Linked DNA regions of Mus musculus: all the other regions are linked to region 2. The links are chromatin contacts, called in public HiChIP or PLAC-seq maps. All regions are on one chromosome and are shown on one strand. The core of a region is the stretch at or near the end of the contact, and the rest is flanking DNA. Distances in the headings are between cores, read along the strand shown.

Region 1 (3,013 bases), core at 305-2,804, 230 kb after region 2:
AATTAGCAGCATGTTCGACCTAAGCAGGGAGATTATTTTTAAAAATGACTTGATTGTGCGGAATACCACGCACCTTCCTGAGGCCGTAAACCTGCCAATCACACACACTCAGAAAGGAGATTTCCCTGCTGCCTTTGCCCTTCAGGATTTTCTCGCGCCCCCACCCTCCCCACCGCCGCCCCGGGACTATGAAGGTGGTGCCCCCAAAACCTACAAACTCTGCCCATTTGCACGTAGTTACACTAAGACTATCTGAAAGACCCCATTGGGAGGAAATCAATGGGTTAGTCAAGTCCAAAGATAAACTTGTCGAAGCTTAAGAAGACAGCCAGAGAGTGGGCAAGACAGGGGAGGGAAACCCTACCCCACCTTATGGGGAACTGTTCTTTGATAGGAAAAGGCTGAAGAGAAAAGCTGAAAGGAGGAGGAAGACTTCCTAGGGAGAGAGTTACCGCTGACCTCTTCTGAGGGTTGTACCCCAGAGGCCCCCCCACCCCTAAGCCCCCAACCCTTGTAGCAGCCCCAGGTCAGGCTGGAACAGTGTGTTATGCTGCCCCCTGCTGGCTGCTCTTTACATTGCAGCTCCACTTTTAACTGGAGACCCAGCTTCAGGCTCTGGGGTCCAGTGTCAGCCATTCTCCATCTAGAAGGGCCACGAGGACCGCCGCCCACGACCCCACCACCACCTTTAACCAAGATCTCTCCCAGGCAGGACTCGGATCTACAGAGAAGCATGCACTGGTGTCGTGGGGAACTCTGCGGTGAGTTCCCATGCAGCCCCGCCCTGGCTGGAGGAGTTTATCAAATGTGCTTTCTGCTTCCTGGCATTAGGCTCCCCTGGCACTTTTATTCCAGCCATAAAAAGGCTATTTCATTGAGAAATAAAGTCCCATCTCCCTGACGTGTAACTCCTTTCAGAGCTCTTACTCAACTGCCAGGCAAAATTTATGCTTCCTGGATGCTCTCTCTTGTGATTGCAACTGGAAATTGGGCAGAAAGCTGGAAGGCAGATCTCCTTCCTGGCCAATAGGACCTGGGTTTGTTTCTTTGGTCTAAAGGAATTCTGAAGACTCAAGGTGTGCTGGAAGGATTCCTTGCCTAAGAATATGAAGACCTTGAGTTACTATTTTCCAGCTATCTATGTGACCTTGGATCAGGCTGTGAGCCTCAGTTTCTGCATCCATAAAATGGAAACAATCGTTTCTTTCTTCCTCAAAGGGGTGGTCCTGCTTACAGTGGGCAGATGGTGGTGGCAAGACTTTGAAACAGAATGTAGCCTTTATTTTAGAGGCAAAGGAGTTCTTTGACTTAGGGAGTACCAGTCTCCTCTCTCTCTCTCTCTCTCTCTCTCTCTCTCTCTCTCTCTCTCTCTCTCTCTCTCTCTCTCTCTCTCTCTCTCTCTCTCTCTCCCTAGCAGTTGTTTTCTTGTGTGCAATGGAGCACCTCCTGAATCCACAGGAAGTCTTGTTAGAATGCAAACTATCAGGCCTCACTGACTGAATTTCTTGATCTGTCATCTGGGGTGTGGTCCAATTCATTCGTTAAGATAATGCAGTGGCCCAGCTAGACTTTGGTAACTGAGGGACATTCCAAGTTTAATAATTTGCATATCTAAACTGAGCAGGGTGGGACTTGGCTGTAATCTCTTTAACTGAGAGAAGGAAAACTGGAAGATCAGAAATTCAAGGTCAGCCTTGGCTACACAGAGGGTTCCAGGGCAGCCTGGGCTACATGACACCCTGTCTCAAAACAAAACAAAAACAAAACCACCCTAGTGATTTGTGTTTCTAGTGAATTCCCAGGGAATGTAGGCATTGCTGGCTGGGGACCTCACTCTGAAGGGCACAGTGCTGGGGTGTGGAATGGCTCACCCTGGGTCTCCAAAGAGGAAAAAGGAGGGCTGGGGAGAGGAGATAGGCCTGAGACATAGTTCAGTTGGTAGGGTTCTTGCCTAGCATGCACGATGCCTCCGGTTCCATGTCCAGCCTTATATGAGTGACATATGGCAAGGCCGTTCATGCCTGTAATCCCAGCACTCGGAAGATAGAGGATCGGGAGTTCGGTTACTCCCTAATCTGGAGAATTACTGAGTTGATAATAAGTACAGTTCCAGTTTAAGTGAGATTCAAATACCCAACAGAGACTTGCAGCCGGCGCTAAAAGGGTATGCCGTGACAGGAAGCCATCACGGGAAGCAGAGGACATCTGAGAGTCCAGGGCCACAGGCTTGGTACTCACAGAGGCAAACCCAGGGATTTTCTGGCTGTGTTGACTGCTGCGCAGGACAGACAAGGAAGAAGTACAGTGTATGTATGCTTACTGGCTGAGACTCTGGGGAGGAGAAGATTAGAACCCAAGGGACCCAAATGATGTCTAATCACATTGAATAGCCTAGACTGGCTAAGACCCCACAACCCCAACCCCACAGAACCCCTTTCCACGATGTCACGGCACACAGATGTGTCAGGCATAAACAGATGCCTGCCTGCAAGACCTGGGAGGTCTCGGCAAGAAAATTAGATGTCCCCAAGGCAGGGACGATGTTCACGAGTATGCCTGCCATAGCCCCAGAATTGGTCATGGGTACCATTCTGGCCCTGGCACATCAAGTGTAGGAGGGGCCATAGAGTCAGTGTTGTTACGTCTTAAAAGAGAACAGGAGTCCTGCATGGAACCCCGAGCACTTTTTAATTAAAGAAGACTTCCCACTTTTGAGAGGGTGAGGAGAGTTAGCTGAGGGGAAAGAAATGGCTGCCTATTGTTTATTCTGCCTGAGAAGAGCATCCAGAGCCCAGGCCAAGCCAGGCCTAGCCTCTTCCTGCCCTGGGAATTGCTGGACCATTCATAGCGATCATTTTATTTTATTTCATTTTATTTTATTTTATTTTATTTTATTTTGATACAGACTTGTTTGTTTGTTTGTTTGTTTGTTTTGGTTTTTCGAGACAGGGTTTCTCTGTATAACCCTGGCTGTCCTGGAACTCACTTTGTAGACCAGACTGGCCTCGAACTC
Region 2 (3,021 bases), core at 308-2,807:
GGATGTGGGGATTATAATAAAACCTGGCTCTGGACCTTCGGGGGCAGTAGGCCAAGCCTGGGCTCCAGGACTCCTCTCCCCTCCTCTCACTACCATGACCCCCAGCCAAGTTGTCAAGTGATGACAGTTCAGGGGGTCTACACAGTTCCAGCTAGACTCTGGGAAGTGAGCAAACGGGCTGGTGTCAAGGCGGACCTGGAGTAAGCCTGTCAGAATGGCAGGGTGGGGTGGGGAAAAGGAGTCAGTGATGTATGAAGTCTGCCTTGTACCCCCTAGCTCTTCTTGGGGTGGCAAACCAGCCTGATCTCCTTTAGAGAACCAATGTGACACTGGGACAGTGTGCCAGCACAGCTCCTGGGCAGAGGCAAACCAGTAAAGAAAAAGGTGCCCCGTGGGTTGTGTGAGACCCTTCCAGACAACAGGCCCTAGAGTTCGCCCTTGGCTACTGGTGTGGCTGTGGCCGTCTAACACCAGGATGTGAGGCCAGCTCCTGATGGATGAGCGGCTGAACTTGGAGCCTGCATCTTAGGACCCCCCCCCCCATCTGCTCCCCTCTGGTCCTCCTCTAATCCACACAGGTCCAAACAACCCTCCTTCTCAGATGCTTCTCCGAGCTTCTCAGATGCATCTTGAGTCCCTATTGGCACTGCTCAACCTGGCCCTCAGGATCCTAGAGGACCATCTGAAGTCTCTTGGGAAGCCTGTAGGCTAACAAGGACACACTGTGCGCCGCTTCCCAACCACCGAGAGAGAAGCAGCAACATGAGTGAGTTCAGGGGGCTCCTGGAGGTTACCTGATCCTGCTGAGTGACAGGCAAGGAAGGTGACACAAGGCTGCCCTGGTTCCTTTGCTTCCTGCACTGGGCCCATCACACGAGCCTGTATGTCTCTCTTACCTCCTTACCTGTGACTCATCACCCCAAGGACAGAGACAGAAGAGGCTGCACAGCCACAGTCTATGGGCATCCGCCCACTTCTTGCGGCTCTCTGTCCACTGAACTGGGGTGAGCTTCATTCCCACTTTACCCAGACCATCGTGCCTGGCCCAGCTGGGCAGAGGTGGAAGGGTAGATAAGAAAATAGGTTCTGAGTCCTAGAGACACCTACTGTGGGATGACACAGCTCAAACTCTCCTCCATGCCAGGTAGTACCGTGAGGCTACACAGTATACCCCAGGCCTCCAGAACACTGACCGCTACGCAGAGGGTCCAACCTCAATCCTAGGCCTGGCCTCCCTTCTCCTAGGCATCCTTCAGGGGCCCTAGTGACCATATCATTTGTGAGACGCCCTCTAGATCATCCCCTCCTCTGGTCCTCATCTCTGACCCCTGTTCTTGTTTGTAGGCCCTCTACAGTAACAACTCCTCCATCCACCTCATTTGACCAAGAGATCTACAGGACGGAACTACTGTTCAGCACAGTGTCTGTCCAATAAATATTTACTGAAATGAACACAGACCGCTAAGAGCTTCTTGCGTTGACTAGGGCTGAGCGGAGGACCCAGGGTGTGGCCTGACTTCTTAACCAGACCCTGCCTAGCTCTAAAAACCTTTCCTGCTTGCTGGGGTGGGGACTCCCTGGGTGGGACTCAATTGACACTGTGAGTGTCTTGCCCTCTTTAGCCCCAGGCTCACCTCCAAATGCCCTTCACAGGACTCTGCCCAGAGAACAAAGAAGGCCCCAGTTGTTCCTGCATTTCTCTGTAAGAGGAACAACTGTTGCTGGTCAGTCCTTTCTGAATAAACCCAGCAACTGTTTGCAGCGTAGAGCAATTTTCTCCCTCTGCCTTGTCCTTGTCCCAAAAAGGAGAAAAGGAGATTAAAAAAGAAAGATGGGGGAGAGCCCATACCAAGCCCCACAAACTCCCTACACCCGCTCTCAAGTCTGTCTGGAAATGTTATGAGCACAAAGAGCACAAGGACAGCCACCTGCTGTCCCTGACAACTGGGACAGCCGCAGCTAAGGGACAGGCTGTGAGATCAGGACCCAAAAAAAGGAGGTGAGAAAGTGGACGGTGGAGGGAGGCAAGGGGGGTTTGAAGAGGGACAACAGGAAAGATCAAAACCAAGAAGGTGTGGGGAGGGGGGCATCTGGCCAGGACCTGCAGGTACAGAGACCCATACAGCCCAGATGGCTCCTGAAAGTCAGGCAAAATGGAATGGAGGGGTGCTCTGTGGGACACTGGATGTGATGGGGGTGGTGAAGAGGGAGAGAAGAGGAGGACTGGAGAAGAGGGAACGAGGTCTATTAAAATCCTCTCAGTGCATAACACAAAATGTCAGGGTTTATAGCTTCATTCTTGGCTTTGCTGGGACTGAGAACCCTGAACAGAAATGTCACCGCTTGTCATGTTTAATCACCTGCTGTTTGTTAACACCTCCCCTGCAAGGAGCCTGTCTCAATCTGCCCCTGGGCCCCCAAGGGACCTGGAAACTGAAAACATCCAGGCTTCTTCTCAGGGGCTCTTAGCCCTGCCTCGGGTTCCCGGGAGCTCCTTCTGCCGCCATCTGTAGACTTGCAAGGAGTCCCAGGATGACCCTTCTTATCAAGAGGGTCATGACCCCACTGGCAGGAGCTGGCACGCTTGGCTTGGAAGAGCCTGGTCATCCATCGCCTGCCCTCCAGACTATCCCACCTGCTGCCTCCACCCAGAGCCTAGAGAAAGTCAGTCAAGGAAGGCCTGAACTTCACTGCTGCCAGCGTGACCATCAATGGCTACAGCACATCTATCTCATCTACCCTTATCCAAGCACACCGACTGTGGTTCTGGCTTGGTTCCCTCTCAGACCCCCTCCTTTCTGGGTTGTTTAGGAATGCCCATCCCTACTGCTTTGTAACTTCTCCCTCTTGGGCAGGGTAGATATCTGTAGTGCCAGGGTGGTTATGCCCCAAGTACCCTCCAGTCTCCCTAAGAACACTGCGATGCTCCCCACCTCCTAATTCATAATTTGGTCAAATCCGGCAAAGCACTCAGGTTCTCTCAAACCCACACAAGCAAAAAGGGGGCAAACCTAGTTCAGG
Region 3 (2,927 bases), core at 382-2,881, 210 kb before region 2:
GCGGTGACTGGTGGTCCCTGGGAATAAATAAAGCTGTGTTTGCTGAGCCCGGCTGCTGTGGCTTCAGGTCTCAGCCTCCATCGCGGTGACTGGTGGTCCCTGGGAATGAAATCTCTTACTCTTCAGGGCTGATTTCAGAAGCAGGGCTTTGTGGCTTTTCTAGCAGGTCTATAGAATTAAGCCTTGGCTCTCCCGAGGAGATGTCTGCTTGAAGGGAAAGTCTGGAGTGTCCCAAGGGCCCTGTCCTACTGTTGCTGTGTCCTGAAGGATGTAAGGTGTTCAGGGCCTGCCTTCTTTCCCTTGTGGAGTGGTAGGGGAGCAGAGGGATAGCTCGCTGGGTGTAGGCAAAGCCTGATGACCTGAGCGTCACCCCATGGTGGAAGAGGGACCTCGGGAAGGTCTCTAGAGCGGGGCGTGTTTTACTTTGGAAGGAGCCGACTTTCAGTTGCTTTGTTTCAGTCTCGAGCCTCCCTTGGATCTTGGTGTTCTCTAGTGTCTGAGATGGGGTTTCAGGTCTGTCTGCATATGCGGGGTCCATCCCTCACATCCCCACAATTCTCAACCTGGACCTGTGAAGGGCCAGGAGGTGGCCCAGGACTTTGTCACTGTCTTGGGAAGGAAGTGGGCTGTCAGCTGGCCGAGTCCAGGTTTCTCAGGAAGTGACTGTGACCTATACAAAGAAAGCATCCCTTACACTTGGCCAGTCTATCGACGTGCATGTCTACATTTTCAAAAATGGTATCTATGACGGGGAGAGGGAGATGCACGTGTGTGCTACAGCGGGAGTGTGGGTCAGAGGTCAAGTTTGTTAGGAACCGGTGTGTTCTTCCGTTTTACCATTATCTGGGGGCCAGAGTGGAGCTGCAGGTTACCAGGGTTGCATCGCAACTGCTGTGCTCAGTGAACCATCTTCCTGGCCTCGTTTCTTTCTATCTTTTTTTTTTTTTTTTTTAAAGAAATGTGCAAACTGCTGACCTGGGCATCTTGGAAAGCCCTAGACCAGGAACTCTGCAAGTGTGCATGTCACTGAGAGGCCCAGGACAGCGTCCGTGGCACTGAGATGCAGAAGGCCTTTGGTCCCGTCTCTCTTCTGCATCCGCATCTATACTTGAGCGAGTCAAAGGTCTAGCCTGGGGCAGAGGGCAGTCTGGGACATGCTCTTGGTTCATCCTTCCTTGCGACCTGGTGAACACTGGGGCCATCCTGTGACCCTGGGTCTTCTCTGTACCTGGTTACTTCTGCTCGTAGCCGATTCAGACATGCCTGCTTTTAGCTCCGGGGATGGACGGAACCGTGGTAGGCACGTGCTGGGCTGAGCTGAGCTGCGTCCCAGCCTGCAGTCTTGCTTCTCCTGGGTAAGACCCCACATCTTCAGCTCTTTACCCAGGCCTGATTTCATATTCTGTTAAATCACCCGGCTTTGTTCTGATGGCTTCCTGCTTGCCACAGGCACAATCACAAGGAAGCAGAACTCCCAGAGCAAGCGCGCATGTGTTCTAAAATAAGAGCAGATTCACTCCAAACACAGGAAAAGTCCCGAGTCTTTAATTAAGGGGCTAAATCCAACCCCACAAATGTTTCTTTCTGTGAGAGCTGATTGCTCCGGCTTGTGCGTCACCGCGTGAGTGTGGAGAGGCGTGTAGGTTTTCAATGAACGAGTGCAGACCCCCAAGCAGGTGGTGCTAGAGCTTAAAACACCACAGAAGAGACCCTCGTCCACCAAGCACAGACCTCAGCACGTCCGAGGATGATGGGTGGCCGAGGCACAGGAGGCAAGTGGCCCTCAGCCTTCGGGCTGCTGCTGCTCTGGGGGGTCGCAGCCTCCGCCCTTCCCCTGGAGAGTGGCCCTACTGGCCAGGACAGTGTGGTGAGTGCACCTGCTCAGTTTGTCTCTGTAATTCTGACCACTCAGTCCTGCATGATGTGTTCTGTGTTGTGGTGTGTGTGTGTCCCTAGGATTTTACAACGCCCCATTCAGACCCCTGGTCCCTGTTTGCCCTCAGTTCTCCTAGCCTGGGTCTGTCAGGGACTCCTCTCTGCTGGTGTCTGCTTTGGAGACAGGGATTGCTTCCAGCTGTCACAGCGCTCCACCGTCTTCTCTGCCGTGAGACCAGTCACACGGACTTCCAGAGCCTTAATTTATATACACAGCTATACTCTCACTCGCTCAAATAATTCCTGCCCTCTTGTTCTCCATGGTGTAAATTTTATAATTTCATCAAATGATTTACTTTCTCTTTTTTCCATTTTTGAAAAAGTTCCAAGAAAGAGTCCATAAAGTTGACCATTAAAAGTGGATTTTTCTTTGAGATCACCAGATGAGTTTCAGATGGGTCGTTTATCATCAGAGTACTCCTAGAAACTTCCTGAGGAGTTTGAAAGAAGGCCCAGACTTAGCGACTCAGTCTGTTCTGATTTCTGAACATCCAGGAGGATGTGTGGAGGTGGGAGAGCCTGTGGACCCAGGGCCTCTCAGCTGGCAGCCATTTTGACAGCTTTCCTAGTCTCAGAGCTGAGGACCTCAGCACAGATTATAAGGTAGAAGTTAAAGCACTTTATTTGTTTTCAAGATAAGGCCTCACTGTGTGTAGCCCAGGCTAGCCCAAGCTCACAGTACTCTATCTGCTGTTGCCTCCTGACTGCCGAGTCCAAAGGTCTCTGCTACCATGCTTGAAAAAAATCAGCATTTTTATTTATTTATTTATTTATTATTATTGGACTGGTCTGTTTTTCTCCACTGAGCAGTTTCTCTAGAGTCCGTCTCACTCTGACTTTGAGGGAGTGTGGTTTGTTAAGGAACAGTTTGCTCTCTGTGGGGGGTGGGGGTGGGGGGGCATATCCGAAGGCTGAGTGAGTCCCAGTGAGTGAGTGGTGAGTGGTTGCTTTTCTCTCCTTTGTTATCTGCTTCTCTAAAACACAGCAGGAAG
Region 4 (2,888 bases), core at 241-2,740, 190 kb after region 2:
GCTACCTGAGACCCTGCTGCAACAACCACAATTTTAAAAGATGGAGAGGATGCTGGGGATACAGCGTGCACCTAGCACACAGGGGGCCCTGGGTTCAACCCTCCCCCCCAATAATACTTTTAAGGTAATTAAGGTGCTGGCATTTCTTCTTCTGTCATTACTGGTCCCCAAAGCGAGTTTCAGTGACAACCCGTCCCCCAGTGAGCAATCTGGGATGAACAAAGAATTCAACATTTAAATGAAACAGGATCCAGCTTCTTGATATTTTTTTTCCCTTTGCCCCAGGCTCCAATATGGCTCTGCTCAACCATTACTGATCTCAGCTTCATTTAAAATTTTGATTTATTTTTGATCACTGAGGATTTTTTTTGCATTAATTTTTCCCTTAATTTTTTTAACTTATGTAGTTATCACATGTACATGTGCGTGTGGTGTGTGTGCCTGAACGAAGGCCTGTGGGCCTGTGTGCGAGTGCACGCGCGGGCCTGTGTGGCCCTGTAAGGTCAGAGGTGCCTGGTATCTTCTGTCAGGTTCCACCTTTTTAAAAAATTAATCTTTAAATTTTTTACTTATTATCACAGCATGGAGGGCGTGGGGTAAATGGGAACAGGTGCCATGGTGCATGTGTGGCAGTGAGCTCTCTCCTTCGGGTGACCCATGGGTTCCATGGATCTACCTCAGGTCCCCAGATTTCCTCCGTGAGTGACTTCACCCAGTGTCTCCATGCTGATCCCACACTCCAATTTATTGGAGTCTCTTGGTGAGCCTGGGGCTCCCCTGGTCTGATGGTCTAGCCTGCTCTGAGGATCATCCGTGCCCACCTGGACTAGCAGGGTGCCAGTACACCTGCCAGCTTTTATGTAGGCTCGAACTCTTTGTTGCAAAGCAAGCGCTTGAGCCTTTGAGCTATCGTCCACCAAGCCTTTTCATTTTAACCTGAAGCATGATTTCCCTTATCCCTCAAGCTCACTTTGTAGCCTCTGAGGACTGACCTTGAATTTAGGACCCTCCTGCCTCTACTCCAGAGCGAGTGCTGGGATTACAGGTGTGCACACCACATCTAATTTATGTGCCATAGAGCTGTGTCTTTGAGCCACATTCCCGGGCCTTAATTTTTACTTGTCTTGATTTCTCTTATGCAGGGGCCACCGTCACCCCTGATGTTTTGCATTGGAGTGTTTCATTCATCCCCCTCCCCGGGTCCCTGCCTTGGGGAAAGAATGAGCACGCTCTGGCCCTAAGCCCCTATCCACTCACCCGGGATTCCCAGGCTCCTAGGAAGCCAGAGGGCGGAGGCAGGTCCGGGGTATCCGAGAGGGAGGAAGGGAGCTTGGAGAGAGGGGTGTGGGCAGGGAGGGGACGGGGCAGCCCGCCGCCTGATGCGTATCGATTTGCGCTCGGGGTCGGCGCGGGGGCACCACTGCTGGCGGGCGGGGCGACCGCACATTAGCGCGGCGGGGGACCGCTCCCCGGAACGGCTGCGGGCACATTAGACTTCCCGGCCTGGGACGGGCGACCCCCGCGGGCGGGGCGAGCTGGCTCCTGCAAGGCGGGCGCTGTGCTGCGGGGACCCACCCAATGAATGGGCCGTGTACAGCTTCACCTCTGGCTCTCCTGCCTCTAGGCCTCTGAGTCTTCCGTCAGGACTGCTTCATTGAGCCAGGCCAGGTCTGGAAACACAGCACACACACACTACCTTCACCACCACCAGGGCTGTCCATTTCTTTTGCTTTTGTGAGACAGAGCAGGCACCCTGAAGCCCAGCCCAGTCTGGCCTGGAACTTGCAGCAGTCTTCCTGCCTCAGCCTCCTGAGTGCTGGGATGGCAAGCTTAATTACCACATCCATCTCTGGTTCCCCCCCCCCTCCTCCCGCCCTCCAGTCAAGGCTTCTCTAATCCCTGGCACTTCTCTGACCTCTGACCTTGGGGTTGCATTTCCACACCCCTTGAACAACTCTTTTAACAGTATTTTTTGCATTCTTGAGAACTAAAGTGAGCCAGCCCTTTGGGAAATCACTCCTGACCCACACATCCCCAGTGTTGGCATGCATACCCTGGCTGATCCAGAAGCCAAGTCAACAAGGCCCATCCACCATCCTTTGGACAGGGAACTCTTGGGCACCTGGGTAGCCAGGCAGTGGGGCAACATCAAGGTTGAATTCTAGTTCTGCTTCTTAAAAGCTGTGTGGCCTTTGGGCAAGTGAATGAACCTCTCTGTAGGTCTGGGGATGTAGCTCAGTGGTTCAGCATCTGCCCAGCAGAACGGGAACCATAATTCCTGCCCCGGCAGAAAATCCTGGGGACTACGGCAAAGAGTCTTGCTGCAAAAGGCCTGAACTCCCCACGGTGGGTGGGGCACACAGCAAGCAGGACATCCTTTGGGGCTACTGTGGTGGTACTGTCGCAGTCTCGTGGGAGGGGGGATTGGGGAGGGGCGGATTGGCAGTGTGGTTTCTGCCATCTCTGGCTAGCCCCTCCCTCTAGGCTCCACCCCACTTACCTCCCAAATAGCAGAATGCGTCACTTCCGGAATCAGAAAGCTTCCTGTGTCCTGCCTCTTTTCCTCCGGCAGGTTCCTTTCTCCTTTATCCACTTCCGCTCCAGCACCCACCTGCTGCTCCTTGACAAATGTCTGGGGAAAGCTCAGCGGGTTGCCTCCTGGTCTCTCTTCTCCAAGCCTCCCTTCATCTTTGTCTACATTCAGGGCAGCCATGACAGCCAGCCAGGGCAGCCATGACAGCCAGCCGTGGCACCCAGGACCCAGGTCTCAGGCCATCGGAAGTCACTGTCTTCCCTTCTTTCCTCCCGTCCTTGAAACAGGGTCTCACTGTGTAGCCCAGGCTAGCCTCAGCCTCCTGGATACCAAGATCAGACTTCTGCCACCATTT

The links. HiChIP or PLAC-seq counts read pairs in DNA pulled down with a chosen protein or histone mark.
Region 1: an H3K27ac HiChIP or PLAC-seq map of embryonic stem cells shows a contact between it and region 2, with 3 times the contacts expected there. The contact joins two enhancer-like sites. A contact is called at or near these places in 6 of 39 promoter capture datasets (the C10 cell line, cranial neural crest, embryonic stem cells and 3 more), 1 of 15 datasets of contacts at CTCF or cohesin (pro-B cells), 10 of 484 Hi-C or Micro-C datasets (CD4 T cells, ECoMG myeloid progenitors, the HL-1 cell line and 5 more), 23 of 115 datasets of contacts at active chromatin or transcription factors (the 230-238 cell line, CD8 T cells, T-cell acute lymphoblastic leukemia and 12 more) and 1 of 9 other capture datasets (embryonic tail).
Region 3: a contact with region 2 is called in an H3K4me3 HiChIP or PLAC-seq map of embryonic stem cells, with 31 read pairs. The contact joins the promoter of Cort here to the enhancer-like site in region 2. A contact is called at or near these places in 3 of 39 promoter capture datasets (liver and pre-B cells), 3 of 484 Hi-C or Micro-C datasets (the HL-1 cell line and liver), 2 of 115 datasets of contacts at active chromatin or transcription factors (the 230-238 cell line and embryonic stem cells) and 4 of 9 other capture datasets (adipose tissue, embryonic trunk, liver and 1 more).
Region 4: a contact with region 2 is called in an H3K27ac HiChIP or PLAC-seq map of embryonic stem cells, with 11 read pairs. The contact joins two enhancer-like sites. A contact is called at or near these places in 9 of 39 promoter capture datasets (the C10 cell line, cranial neural crest, embryonic stem cells and 5 more), 1 of 15 datasets of contacts at CTCF or cohesin (stem cell-derived epiblast-like cells), 16 of 484 Hi-C or Micro-C datasets (the AtT-20 cell line, the CH12 cell line, the G1E-ER4 cell line and 5 more), 24 of 115 datasets of contacts at active chromatin or transcription factors (the 230-238 cell line, craniofacial prominence, embryonic basal ganglia and 9 more) and 1 of 9 other capture datasets (embryonic stem cells).

Annotation. Positions count from the first base shown.
Region 1 is chr4:148,679,277-148,682,289 of GRCm38.p6, reverse strand. No RefSeq gene overlaps it. Among named protein-coding and RNA genes, the nearest start is that of Gm572, 37 kb to the right of the region's middle. Within about 2 kb of position 1,554, at least 35 of the 459 cell types and tissues checked have an H3K27ac peak or open chromatin away from gene starts, as enhancers often do. A contact at or near this core is called in the N1E-115 cell line and embryonic stem cells, where this site is marked.
Region 2 is chr4:148,911,942-148,914,962 of GRCm38.p6, reverse strand. All of the region lies in intron 4 of Casz1 (castor zinc finger 1), which reads right to left. It overlaps Gm15969 (a long non-coding RNA gene), which reads left to right. Exons shown (of 3, transcript XR_003955174.1): 2 at 579-766; 3 at 1,345-1,393. Among named protein-coding and RNA genes, the nearest start is that of Gm15969, 4.4 kb to the left of the region's middle. Within about 2 kb of position 1,557, at least 22 of the 459 cell types and tissues checked have an H3K27ac peak or open chromatin away from gene starts, as enhancers often do. A contact at or near this core is called in the N1E-115 cell line and embryonic stem cells, where this site is marked.
Region 3 is chr4:149,125,467-149,128,393 of GRCm38.p6, reverse strand. It overlaps Cort (cortistatin), which reads left to right and starts at 1,631. Exons shown (of 2, transcript NM_007745.4): 1 at 1,631-1,867; 2 at 2,921-2,927. The coding sequence starts at 1,748. Cenps (centromere protein S) reads left to right here. Exons shown (of 5, transcript NM_027263.2): 5 at 1-45.
Region 4 is chr4:148,723,058-148,725,945 of GRCm38.p6, reverse strand. No RefSeq gene overlaps it. Among named protein-coding and RNA genes, the nearest start is that of Gm32897, 23 kb to the left of the region's middle. Within about 2 kb of position 1,490, at least 33 of the 459 cell types and tissues checked have an H3K27ac peak or open chromatin away from gene starts, as enhancers often do. A contact at or near this core is called in embryonic stem cells, where this site is marked.